Regions from separate parts of the Sus scrofa genome. Here region 1 is linked to region 2. A link is a contact called in public Hi-C data. All regions are on one chromosome and are shown on one strand. The core of a region is the stretch at or near the end of the contact, and the rest is flanking DNA. Distances in the headings are between cores, read along the strand shown.

Evidence for each region. Hi-C and Micro-C count contacts between places; a contact is called where the count stands out from the background.
Region 1: a contact with region 2 is called in a Hi-C map of mesenteric adipose tissue, with 2.0 times the contacts expected there. The contact joins two enhancer-like sites. A contact is called at or near these places in 3 of 47 Hi-C or Micro-C datasets (heart right ventricle, mesenchymal stem cells and mesenteric adipose tissue) and 2 of 2 datasets of contacts at active chromatin or transcription factors (alveolar macrophages and skeletal muscle).

The regions. Positions count from the first base shown.
Region 1 is chr13:68,467,782-68,473,179 of Sscrofa11.1, reverse strand. No RefSeq gene overlaps it. Among named protein-coding and RNA genes, the nearest start is that of TSEN2, 10 kb to the left of the region's middle. Within about 2 kb of position 2,824, at least 17 of the 83 cell types and tissues checked have an H3K27ac peak or open chromatin away from gene starts, as enhancers often do. A contact at or near this core is called in mesenteric adipose tissue, where this site is marked.
Region 2 is chr13:68,204,250-68,210,575 of Sscrofa11.1, reverse strand. The region is part of intron 11 of SYN2 (synapsin-2); the gene reads right to left. Among named protein-coding and RNA genes, the nearest start is that of TIMP4, 16 kb to the right of the region's middle. Within about 2 kb of position 4,750, at least 37 of the 83 cell types and tissues checked have an H3K27ac peak or open chromatin away from gene starts, as enhancers often do. A contact at or near this core is called in mesenteric adipose tissue, where this site is marked.

The DNA of each region.
Region 1 (5,398 bases), core at 1,575-4,074, 260 kb before region 2:
CAGTGGGTTAAGGATCCGGCGTTGCCATGAGCTGTGGTGTAGGTTGCAGACGCGGCTCGGATCCCGTGTTGCTGTGGCTCTGCCGTAGGCCAGTGGCTACAGCTCCGATTAGACCCCTAGCCTGGGAACCTCCATATGCCGCGGGAGCGGCCCAAAGAAATAGCAAAAAAAAAAAGACCAAAAAGAGCATCAAGTACTGAGTGTATGTACAAGTGTTCTAAACTATTTTAAAATAACAGAAAAGATGACTTCCCATCATGGCTCAGTGGTTAACAAATCCAACTAGGAACCATGAGGTTGTGGGTTCAATCCCTGGCCTTGCTCAGTGGGTTAAGGATCTGGCGTTGCCGTGAGCTGTGGTGTAGGTCACAGACGCGGCTTGGATGCCACATTGCTGTGGCTCTGGTGTAGGCTGGTGGCTACAGCTCCGACTTGACCCCTAGCCTGGGAATCTCCATATGCTGCTGGAGCGGCCCTAGAAATGGCAAAAAGACAAAATAATAATAATAATAATAATAATAAAATAAAAATAAAATAACAGGAAAGATATGCACCAAATTAATTGGTTATCTGTGGAACTTGGATAGTAGATAAGGGTTTTTAGCTTTATGTTTTATTTTATTTCTTTTTCTTTTTAGGGCTGCACCTGTGGCATATGGAAGTTCCCGAGATAGGGGGCAAGTTGCAGCTGCAGCTGCTGGCCTACATCACAGCCACAGCAATGCCAGATCCAAGCCACATCTGTGACCTACACTGTAGCTCACGGCAATGCCAGATCCTTAACTCACTGAGTGAGGCCAGGGATCAAACCTGAATCCTCATGGATACTAGTTGTGTTCTTAACCTTCTGAGCCACAGCAGGAACTCCTATGTTTAATTAAAAACAAACAGGAGTTCCTGTCTTGGCGCAGAGGAAACGAATCCAACTAGGAACCATGAAGTTGCAGGTTCGATCCCTGGCCTCGCTCAGTGGGTTAAGGATCCAGCATTGCCGTGGGCTGTGGTGTAGATCGCAGACACTGCTTGGAACTTGTGTTGCTGTGGCTGTGGTATAGACCGGTGGCTACAGCTCCAATTCGACCCCTAGCCTGGGAACCTCCATGGGTGTGGCCCTAAAAAGACAAAAAAACAAAACAAACAAACAACAACCTATTAGCAAATATAGGGTGGGAATATAGGTGATTGTTAAATTATTTGCTGTATTTCTCTAGTTTCATTTTGCACAAAAAGACACTTGAAGCAAACAAATACAAAGATAGAAAAACAAAATAATTTTCCTGTTTAGGGTCAACACTTTGAAGATGATGGTTGCCAGTCCTCAGGGAGGGGTGGAGAGGAACCTGGAAGGAGGTGATCAGAGGAAGTGGCAGACAGGTTTGGCCTGGAAATGCACAGGCCTGGCTCTATTGTTATGGGAATGTGGCTGGTGGAGCCAAATTCACCAGCATTTCCAGCATCCCATGGAGTCCCAGCACCCTATGACTGTTGTCCCTGCCAGGGAACAGGAGGTAGCATGTGAAGCTGAGGGAACCCCACAAGGAGGACAGAGAGGTCTGGGAGATGGGGGCAGTGCAGGGACCCCGAGGACGAAATGACCCCCGTGTGGGATCACGGCGGCAGGAAGTGACTACTCTCCCTTCCTCCCTTTCGTTTGGTCATTTTCTCTGAACTCATGGTCACATGGACCATTTAATGTGTGGCCTTGAGGGGTCACGCCCACTTTCCTGCAGCAGATGCTGTAACCAGAAACTAAGGCGGTTCTCACTTTGCCCAACTCTCAGGCTGAGGTGACCAGCACGTGAAGTCATAAGTGCTGACGATCTTTGCAGATCATCACTCACCACAAAGAAATAATAAGAAATAAAGTCTTCGCACTTCTCCTCTTTTTCCTCATCCTTTACACTTGTCATATTACATAAAACAATAAGAGACACAGGTAGAGCCCATCATTCTCCTTGTACTGGCTCATTTTCCTCCTCATTTTTTCCTCCTAACAGCTCTACTAGTGCATACTTGTATTCTCCCTGTTTTGAATATGAGGAAACTGAGTCAGAGAAGTTAAGTAATTTATCCAAGGTAACCCAGCTAAGAAGGGACAGGGGTAGGATTTAACCTCAGGTCCGCCTGACTATAGGGCCTCTGTGCTATATTGATACAAAATATTCTATGGTCTCATATCTTATCCTGAAATGGAGGTAAAGAGAACATTGGTGGTTTTTTTTCCCTCTCTTTCTCATAAAAATCTTCTTTGTTCCATGTTGCTTTTGGCTTGTGTGTGACCCCTTGCAGGTCCCACCTCTGAGCTCAGGACTGTAATTTCCTGGGTGGTTGAAGAACTCTTTGGTTTGCTAACAGGAGGGAGGGGAGAAGAGGACCAACATGGCTCAAACCTGGCTTTCCTGCTCTCCTGGGTCCCTCTGCCTCTGTTGTCAAAAGGACTGAATTCCAGGCAAACCAGGAATAATGCTCCAGTCATCAAATTTGAAACCAAAATTCAGCAAAGACATGTATTTGCTGCCAGAAAGAAAATAGCTTTTTCTTTTCTTTCTCATTTTTTTCCCCCAAACAAAACATCCTCTTATGAAATATGTCCAATTTGCAATATTTACTTTCCCTTTATTTAATAACAGGAAAGGGTTTGCTGGACTTGTGTTGATTTTTGCATTTCTTATTAAAATTCTTAAGGGGGTTTTGGGGGAACTTGATCAGCAAAAAAGGAGGAGGAAAAAAAAAATCTCAGCTGCATTCCACAGGCCTTATTAATGGAGGAAACTTGCTGTTTGTTTAAGAGCCCTTTCTGGTGGGAGAAGGCAAACGGTCACGTGCTCCAGAGCCTCCCTCTGACTCCTATTCTTGACTGTTTCCTTTTCAGCTGTCTCCAGAGCTCTGAGTCTCTTGTTCCAAGCCTTCTTTCTGCCCAAGAAGATGGAGCTGGGCTTTATGCCCCCTGCCAGGCCGGGAGGGAAACTAACATTCACCGAACATCCCAGCACAGTTCCCGGCACCCCAGTCTCTCCTCCCCTCAAGCCAGAGCTCCTGGCAGCCCTCAGATGAGGAAACTGAGGCTTGGAAGGAGGAAGTCCCTTGTCCCAGCTCCCTGTCCTTATAGCTGATAGTCTTTGGGATGAAAAGAAAAGGAGTTGTTCCTAGTATTCACGGAGCCCTACATCCAATGAGTCCTCACAGCAACTCTCTGAGATAGCTTGACCATCTCCAACCTTTAAGGCTCAGAGAGGTAAAGCGACTTGCTGAAGGTCACACAGCTGGAGGGCTGCAGAGCTGGGCTCTGCCTGACTCTCATACCCACACTGATTTTGCTTCACCACACGCTGCCTCTTGGGGGCCAGGAGCAGTAAAATGTTTCTTTTTTTTTTTTAATTTTATTTTTTGTCTTTTTGCCATTTCTAGGGCCACTCCCACGGCATATGGAGGTTCCCAGGCTAGGGGTCTAATTGGAGCTGTAGCTGCTGGCCTACACCAGAGCCACAGCAATGTGGGATCCGAGTCGTGTCTTCAACCTACATCACAGCTCATGGCAACTCCAGATCCTTAACCCATTGAGCAAGCCAGGGATCGAACCCTCAACCTCGCGGTTCCTAGTCAGATTTGTTAACCACTGTGCCACAACGGGAGCTCTGCAAGATGTGTCTTGCAATGAAATACATGGCTCCCCTCAAGGTAAAACTCTTCCCTGTGGGAGTTCTCACTGTGGCTCAGAAGGTTAAGAACCCAACTAATATCTGTGAGGACGTGGGTGCCATCTGTGGCCAAGCTCAGTGGGTTAGGGATCCAGGGTTGCCTCAGGCTGTGGTGTAAGTCACAGATGGAGCTTGGATCCGGAAACCAGGTTGCTGTGGCTGTGGTGTAGACTGGCAGCTTTAGCTCCGATTTGATCCCTAGCCTGGGAATTTCCATATGTCACAGGTGTGGCCCTAAAAAGACGAAAACAAAACCAAAAAACCCCCCAAAAAACAAAAACTCTCTATGTCTAAGTCTTGGTCCCACCTTCCTTGGTTCCAGAATTAGATTGCAAGTAACTTAGAGGACTTTGTTTTTATATTTTCATTCTTCCAGAAATATTTATGTACACTGTTATTACTATTATACGCATTATGTAATTATTAGTAGTACTATAATAATAAATTGTAGTTTATTAAAACTGCAGTTTATAGTTTATTATGAAAACTATAAGTTATAGTTATAGTTTATAATAAACTATAACTATTATAGTTTATTTCTAGAATAGTGCCTTCTGCAGAATAAGGTTTTTTTTTTTTTTTCAGCTGTGTCCGCTGTGTGTGGAAGTTACCAGACTGGGGAGTGAACCTAAGCCACAGCAGTAACCTGAGCCATAGTAGTAACAAGGCAGAGTCCTTAACAACTAGGCCACCAGGGAACTCCCCCAATTAAGTCTTAATAAACGTTATCACAGAGAGTTGAGCCCCAGAACTTTCCTTCTGTGGAGAAGGGAACTGGGGTCTTGAGAAAATAAGGAATTTGCCCAAGGCTCCAGAGTGCCAGAGCTAGGTCCAGCTCTCCCTGTCCTCTCAGCTCGGTGCCCCCCCACAAGCCCAGCCACCATAGCCATCGTCTTGTTCATTCAACCCCTGCTCCGTGTAGCACCGAGCTGCAGGTTAAGACCCTCAGATGAATGGGACACAGTATCTGATGTCAAGGCGCTCAGGGTCCAGCAGGAGAGGATGTTTGGAAAAAGTGACTCTGGCAAATGTGCTAAATGCTCCAACTAAGGGTTGCAAGGGAGGAGGGAGCTCAGGGAGGATTGGACATTTCAGCTGTATCTTCAAGGATGAGGATGAACTGGCCATGTCAGGAAGGGCAGCCTGGGCAGAAGGCCCTGCCCGAGCAAAGGCCTGGAGGTCTCACCATGCACAGCATGCTCAGGAACCACCTGGCAGTCTGCTGGGGAAAGAGAAGCACATCCAGAAAGGAAAGTGGAGGCTAGGCTGTGAAAAGCCTTGAATGCTAAGCATTGGGAATTTGGATTCTATCCCACGGAGAGTGGGGATGCAGGAAAGGTTAAAGGATTTGGTTTTGGAAGGTCACTCTGGAGGCCCAGGGAACAGGAGGATGAAGAGGGCCGAGAAGCACCAGGAAGAAGCCTGCTGGCTGCCAGATCCCCAGGCCTTGCCCATCTAAGATCCTCTTTCTCTTTCTGCCCTTGTCCTCGAAGGAAATCTTTCCTGTCCTTCCTACTCCAGGCACCCTTCCCAGACCACACACTCACCTGGAGCCCCTCTGACTGGTTCCTGGAGTTCTTATTCTTTGGGGAGCTCCGTTGGACACTCAAGGTCATCTCAAGCCATAGACCTTCATCGTGTGGGGGGGAGAGCCCAAAGCCTGAAAAATGCACAAATACAGCACCGAGGACGGAGTCTCA
Region 2 (6,326 bases), core at 3,501-6,000:
GGTCCTTCCCGTTGTGAGTTCTTTCTCTTGGCCCAGCTGCCAATTGGAAGAGAAGTCTGTAGGGTACAGTGTTTGGGTAATGGGCACAGAGGATACCAGGGCTGCCTTTTTACCTGAGCAGGGCATCAACCCCACCCCCAAACAAACACATGCACACTGATATTGGGGCTCCAACTGAAAGTTTTTAAGATTAGGCAGCAGAGGGGCTGAGGAATTTGAGCTTTGGGGTTAAATCTAAATCTCCCACTTACTAGCTTTGTGACCTTGGGCAAGTTACTTTTCCTCCTGCACCTGCCTTTCCTCAAAAGGTTTCTGTGATATAAAGTGAGATTATCAGAGTTCCCATCATGGCTCAGCGGTAATGAATCCACCTAGGATCCATGAGGATGTGGGTTCAATCCCTGGCCTTGCTCAGTGGGTTAAGGATCCAGTGTTGCCATGAGCTCTGGTGTAGGTCGCAGACGCAGCTCGGATCTGGTGTTGCTGTGGCTGTGGCTGGCGGCTATAGCTCCAATTGGACCCCCAGCCAGGGAGCTTCCATATGCCACGGGTGTGGCCCTGAAAAGCAATAAAATAAAATAAAGTAAAATAAAATAAAAGTGAGATTATCTATCGAGATATCTATAAGCACCTGTCCCAAGTAGGTGCTACATAAGATACAACAGGAGATGGTAATGGTGACACTGATAAGCCTTTTCCTCTGAAGCTTTATTGTTTTTTAGGTCTCATTCCCGTGATGGATCACCTCCTTCAGTGTGCTCCTATTCCTGGGCTTCAGGGAACTTCATTCAGCTGTGATGGTACAGCCTCCTCTGGGCTCCCTGACAAGCCAGCAGTGTCATGCCACTGCCTGAGAGGGACACTCAGATGAATGATAGGAAAATCATACAGTTTGTGGAGCCACTAGACTGGCTCCCTCCCCCAGGACCTCACCTTGTACCACTGACAGCTGTCTATGACTCGCCTCAGTCACTGATCAAGAACAACTTAAGATGTTCTCCCCCCAGAGAAGACATATTTTCAGAGACAATTATGGAGCCAAGACAGCACCAGGGCAGAACCAGGGCCAAGAGGGAAAAGCTCCTAAAGGTAGGCTTTCACTTACAGGAAGCACTTCCTGTAGTAAAAGGAGTGGAAGAGGCTGTCTTAGGAGGTGGGTGTGTTCAGGCAGAGGCCAGAGAATTACCTGATAAAGACACTGTAGAGACTATACCTTTATTAAATATGAGACAGATTAGATGAACATATGGTTTCTTCCAACTTTGAAAGCTTATGATTCCAGGAAAAACTCCAAAAATCCCACAGATTAAGTTCTGATGGTAAAACTCACAGCATGAGCTGAGAGGGGTAACCATACCATGAAGCCTCGCCCTGGCTTCCCTTAGCCTCGGAAATAAATAAATGAGACACCCAAGGATGAACTACGTCCCAGAGCTCCCTTCCAAAGCTTTAAGGAACGAGCTTCCAGAAGCTGTCCTCCAGGCTGGAGCCTGGGAATGCGCCTTGGCCACCCTTGTCTGGCGCCTAGGGAGCTTCTCCTGTCCCCGGCTCCACTCTTCACTGAAGTTGTGGACGGAAGATCTCCCAGGGGTTATGGGAGGCGGGAGGAGAGTCCCCCAGGACTGTCCCTTGCCAGGCTGAGACTCTCTGGTCCCGCCTACAAGCCTTCCGTCTGCTGGGGCTGAGGGCCTATTCCCTGTGGGGTTTGGCTACCATGGAATCTGTCTCCAGTCACCAAGAGCCGCCTGGGATGCTGAATTCCACAGAAGTCTGGCCACTCTGGCGTCACTGCCAAAGTCTGGCCTGTAGCCAGCCCACAGCAGGAACTCAGGGCCAGACTGAGCTGCAGCATTTCCCTCAGGAAGCTGGGTTGACTCAAACAGGTAAGAATGTGAGGTCCAATGCTTGTGCCCAGCTGCACACAAAAAAGAGGAATGAATGGGCTTACAAAAGCATAAGGAAAAACCCGCAAACAATCCTGGGCTTCGGGAAAGACAAGCTCAGTGTTAGTTTGTAATGCTGCCGCCAAAAATGTGATGCAGCTGGTGGTGCATCAGTGTCCCAATAGGGGGAGGTCACAGGTCCATTGCTCTTTGGCTGATAAGCCTCATGAGACAGCAATGAGACAGAACACCGGTTCTGGGCACTTTTTTTTTTTTTCTTTTAGGGCCACACCCTTGGCATATGGAGGTTCCCAGGCTAGGAGTCAAATCAGAGCTGTAGCTGCCGGCCTACACCACAGCCATAGCAATGCCAGATCTGCAGCAACATTGGATCCTCAACCCACTGAGCGAGGCCAGGGATCAAGCCTGTGTCCTCATGGACCCTAGTCAGCTTTGTTTCTGCTGTGCCATGACGGGAACTCCTCAGGCACTTCTTTTAAGGTGGACACCAGTGGAATAAAATAGGTACATGGAGCAGATAGGATGGTGAGAAATATGAAATGACATCTTTCCTCATGTGACTTTGGGCAACTAACTTAATCTCTGAGTCTCAGTTTCTCAAAAAGGGCTATCTAAGAATTAAATGAGGTAACTGTGGAAGTCCCCAGGACTGAGTAGAAGATCATTAGTCAAATGTAAATTTGATCAAGGTCAAGGGCTGGCATGGGTAATAGTGAACCTCCTGGCATTAGTGTTTAAGCAGGGCCTGGACATGCAGTTGATGCCATGCAGGGGCTCATGCAGTTGAAGGCAGGTGACTTCTAAGGCTCTTCTGGCTCTGGGCTTCCATTAAGTCCTTCATGCTCTTTTTGGTCCTATATGTGACTGAGGTAGGAGACAAGATTCCCTTAGCTGGAGTCTTGAGCCCACCAAGAATCCAGGGGTATCAGGCCCGAGCAGAGGTATCCTGCAGGTGCAGGCTTTAAGGCGCTTGCAAGGAGAGTGTACTGCTGCTCCCCATCCAAGCAGACCGGACTTGGGTCCCGCATTCTGAGACCATGGGCGTTAGTGACCAGGGAAGCCAGGGAAGGGAGAGCAGGAGAGAGTTAGTGAAGCTACCCATGCCTCCAGGTTGGGAGGTTCAGGATGGGCTTAAAGGAGGGGGAGAGGGAGTGTTTCCTCCACACAGGGTCACAAGGGCTGGCTCTCTCCATTCTTACCATCCTTACACTCTGATGAAGCATCAAAAGGGCACAGTGCAGGGTACTGTAGAGCATTCCTGGAACTGGGGACCAAAAGATCTAGCTCTCCTAGAAGCTGTGGGACCCTGGACAAATTATTTGCATTCTCTTTGATGATATGTAAAACAGAGATAGAAACACCAGCTCAAACCATCTCAGGTTGTGAGGCTCAAATAATCACTGTGCTTTGTAAACCAGGCATCATTACTTTTATTTAAATAATAATAAATACCAATCCAAAGGAATTAAGCTTTAATGTTAGGATTTTGTGCATCAATGGAGAAGATATTGTGGAGTGGTTTCTGTTGCCTGGTGCACAGCAGTTCAGGGTGGGAAGGGGAGGGTGTGGATTCTGGGTTAGGCTATGCCATGCCCTCTGTATATCACTGACTTGTTCCAGCAAGGTCCCTGAAGATGCAGAAAAGTCATTTCAAAAACAGTGAATGTTAGCTCTTGAGCTGATTAGAAAGGAAATCACTGGTCTGGGAGAGAAACCAAGCCCATGGATGAAGGTTTGTGGGTTTCTCCCAAAGGCACCTTTAATATGCCATCCCATGGCTTTCAGCAGACAGGATGGGAGAGAGGAGCTCCTCTCTGAGGTCCCAGCAGGATGGAAAGTTGAGGAAGGAAAGACATCCAGTGACTCAACTCCTGAGAGCTGCTGGCCTGAGTCCAGCTGCCCCCACCACAGAGGAAAGCCAGTGCTTGCTCAGCATATCTGAGACAGGAAATTGGGAAAGGGTCTCAGGGTCTGGCCCCAGGAAAGAGGCCAGGCCAGGCTACTTGCCGGACACGCCACAGAGCTATTCTGATCAGCTCCCCAGGCCCTGCTCCCCCGGTTCAGGACCCCAGGGGGAATGAGGCAGCGGGAAGGAATGTGGTCGGGAGGCTGTAGGTTCAGTCAGAGCAAAGGGGACAGCATGTTTGCAGGCACCTTGGGACCTTTCTGGGATCACTCCTGCAGGCACCAGTGCCCATCTTCCTTCTTCTGAAAGGTTATAAAAGGTGCCCAAGGATGAGCCCCTCCTCCAACGGCAGCACTCATTTCCTCCCACAATCAGTGGTTTCCTAAAGACACCAGGAAGGTCCCGTGGGGGCAGTCCATGAGACCTATGGGGGCCCTGAGGGCCAGGTCACCCGAGGTTAGAATGTCAGCTACAAGTGATTAAAGATGTCCCTTAAAACTTAGGACAGCCCCAAAATAGTCAGTTTCCCTTAATAGTCTTTTAAGGGATCTGGTCACTAGTGACTTTATCTGAACCTGCCTCAAATCTCACATCTCCAGCTTATACTCACTGGGGAACAAATTCCCTAAAGCAGTCCTGCTGTGGGAAGCAGGAAGGCCTTTCTTGTCTGAAACTGACTTCTAAGCTGAGTAGAGCTCTCTTAGTCCTGTGTGTGGGGTCTGAGCTGTGTTTCCTCCCTACCTACATGGCCCTTTAAACTCCAGAGAAACCCCTTCTCAATCTTGGTCTTCTTACACTCACGAGACTTCATCTTTCTGAGCCCTTTGTAGCTGGAAAGACCTGGCTGGGAATATTTTTGAGTAGCTCTTTAAACCAGAGAGCCAGTGAAAAAGGACTTGCATAATGCTCTACCAGAGGCCAGAGGTTATGAGGCCTCAGTCCTTGAATTCAGAGCCTCATGGCTGCCTTTCCTGGGTCCATGGCTAGCACACGGCCTGGATCAGAGCATCTCAGATCCGGAAAGGAGATTTTTAAAAGTTGCCTGTTCCAACAGCTCTAGCCCCCAGCCCAGCCTTTCACAATGTGCCTGACAAGTGGCTGGGCCATCAGCAGTACCGCTTCCCCAAGCAGCCATTTCCTCTCAGAGACTTTACTCACGTCTTCCAGCAGCTTTGCCTTTAGCACCAGTTCTGTCCCACGACAGCTGTCAGAGAGCTGACCATATTAAGTTATGGGCTCCTTGAGACGACTGCTACTCCACAGCAGCCACTTTAGCATTTAGAACACATCTGCCAAATGCCCTGACCTCCAGGCCTCTGTCCTCTGAGCACCTGCCAGTTAAACTTCATCCTTGTTATGCTGTGACCCTCAGATCAGAAGCAACATTGGAGGTGTGCTCTGATCAGCTCAAGGTGGGGAATGAGCCTCATCTTCCTTCTGGGCACATTTTGTCCATGAATATTTCCAAAGGTTGAATCTTAGAATCAGTCCTCAAGGATCTAACCCAAATAGAAAGCTCATGGGTGTCTGCAAACCCTTCATTAGCAACTTAGCCCTTCAGCTCTGGAAGATTTTACAAGAAAATAAAAAAGAGCCGTGATGTGGGAAATGACAACAGACTAGCCATAAGAAGAAGAACCCCATGCTGCCACCTTTTTCATGACCTGAAAGCTCTGTCCACCTGTAGTTCTCTCCCTGGTTCCTGGGAGTCTCAGGAGCAGCACACACTTCTCCAGAGCCCAAGATATAAGGCCCAGCTCAGAGCCAGATGACAGACCCCGGGGTTAGTGAGTGTGAGGGGAATGGCAGGGCAGGCCTACAGGGAACCTAGGTTCTGCGGGTACACAGCCTGGAGGTTTCGGTTGTCACTGGCCACCAGGTGTCACTGCCACCTCGAGAACAGTCTCCCTAAAACATTCCAGAGCCCATGGAGTGGGGTGGGGTGGGGGGGGGTCACTTGCCCTGGCCAATTCTCAGGGCAGCCCCAAAGCAGGGAGTCTAGCCAGGCTGGGGTCAAGTTGTCATCAGCCAGATAAGGCTCTGCCACTCATCTGCCTGCTTTCAGTGATAGGGCCTCTTACATCCCTGCCCCTATTCCTTTGAACTGGGTCCAGCAGCTGGCCTGGGCCCACCTCCATGATTTTCCTCTCAGCTTTCTATAATTAATCTACTCTGGGCTAGGAGGCTGGCCGACAACAAGGTAAGGGAGGCTCTCTGTTCCCCCCAGCCCCCAAGCCTCTTTTCGTCGTGCTTTGAGAGTCCAAGAAATGAAAGCTCTAACGAGGGAGCTGCAGGCAAGGATAGAGAGGGAGAAAGAAAGAGAGACAAATGGTTTGCCATAAGTCTGTCTCGGTCTTGACCTAGAATACTGGGTAAGAAGCAGCATCTAAACTTGTGACTCAGGACAGAATCTCTTGCAGCCTGAGCTGCCAGAGCCACAGAAGAAAGAGGCCAGCAAGAGGGGCCTGAGTGTGAGGAGTGGAACGTGCGTTAGTCAGCACTGAAGGGTTCAGTTC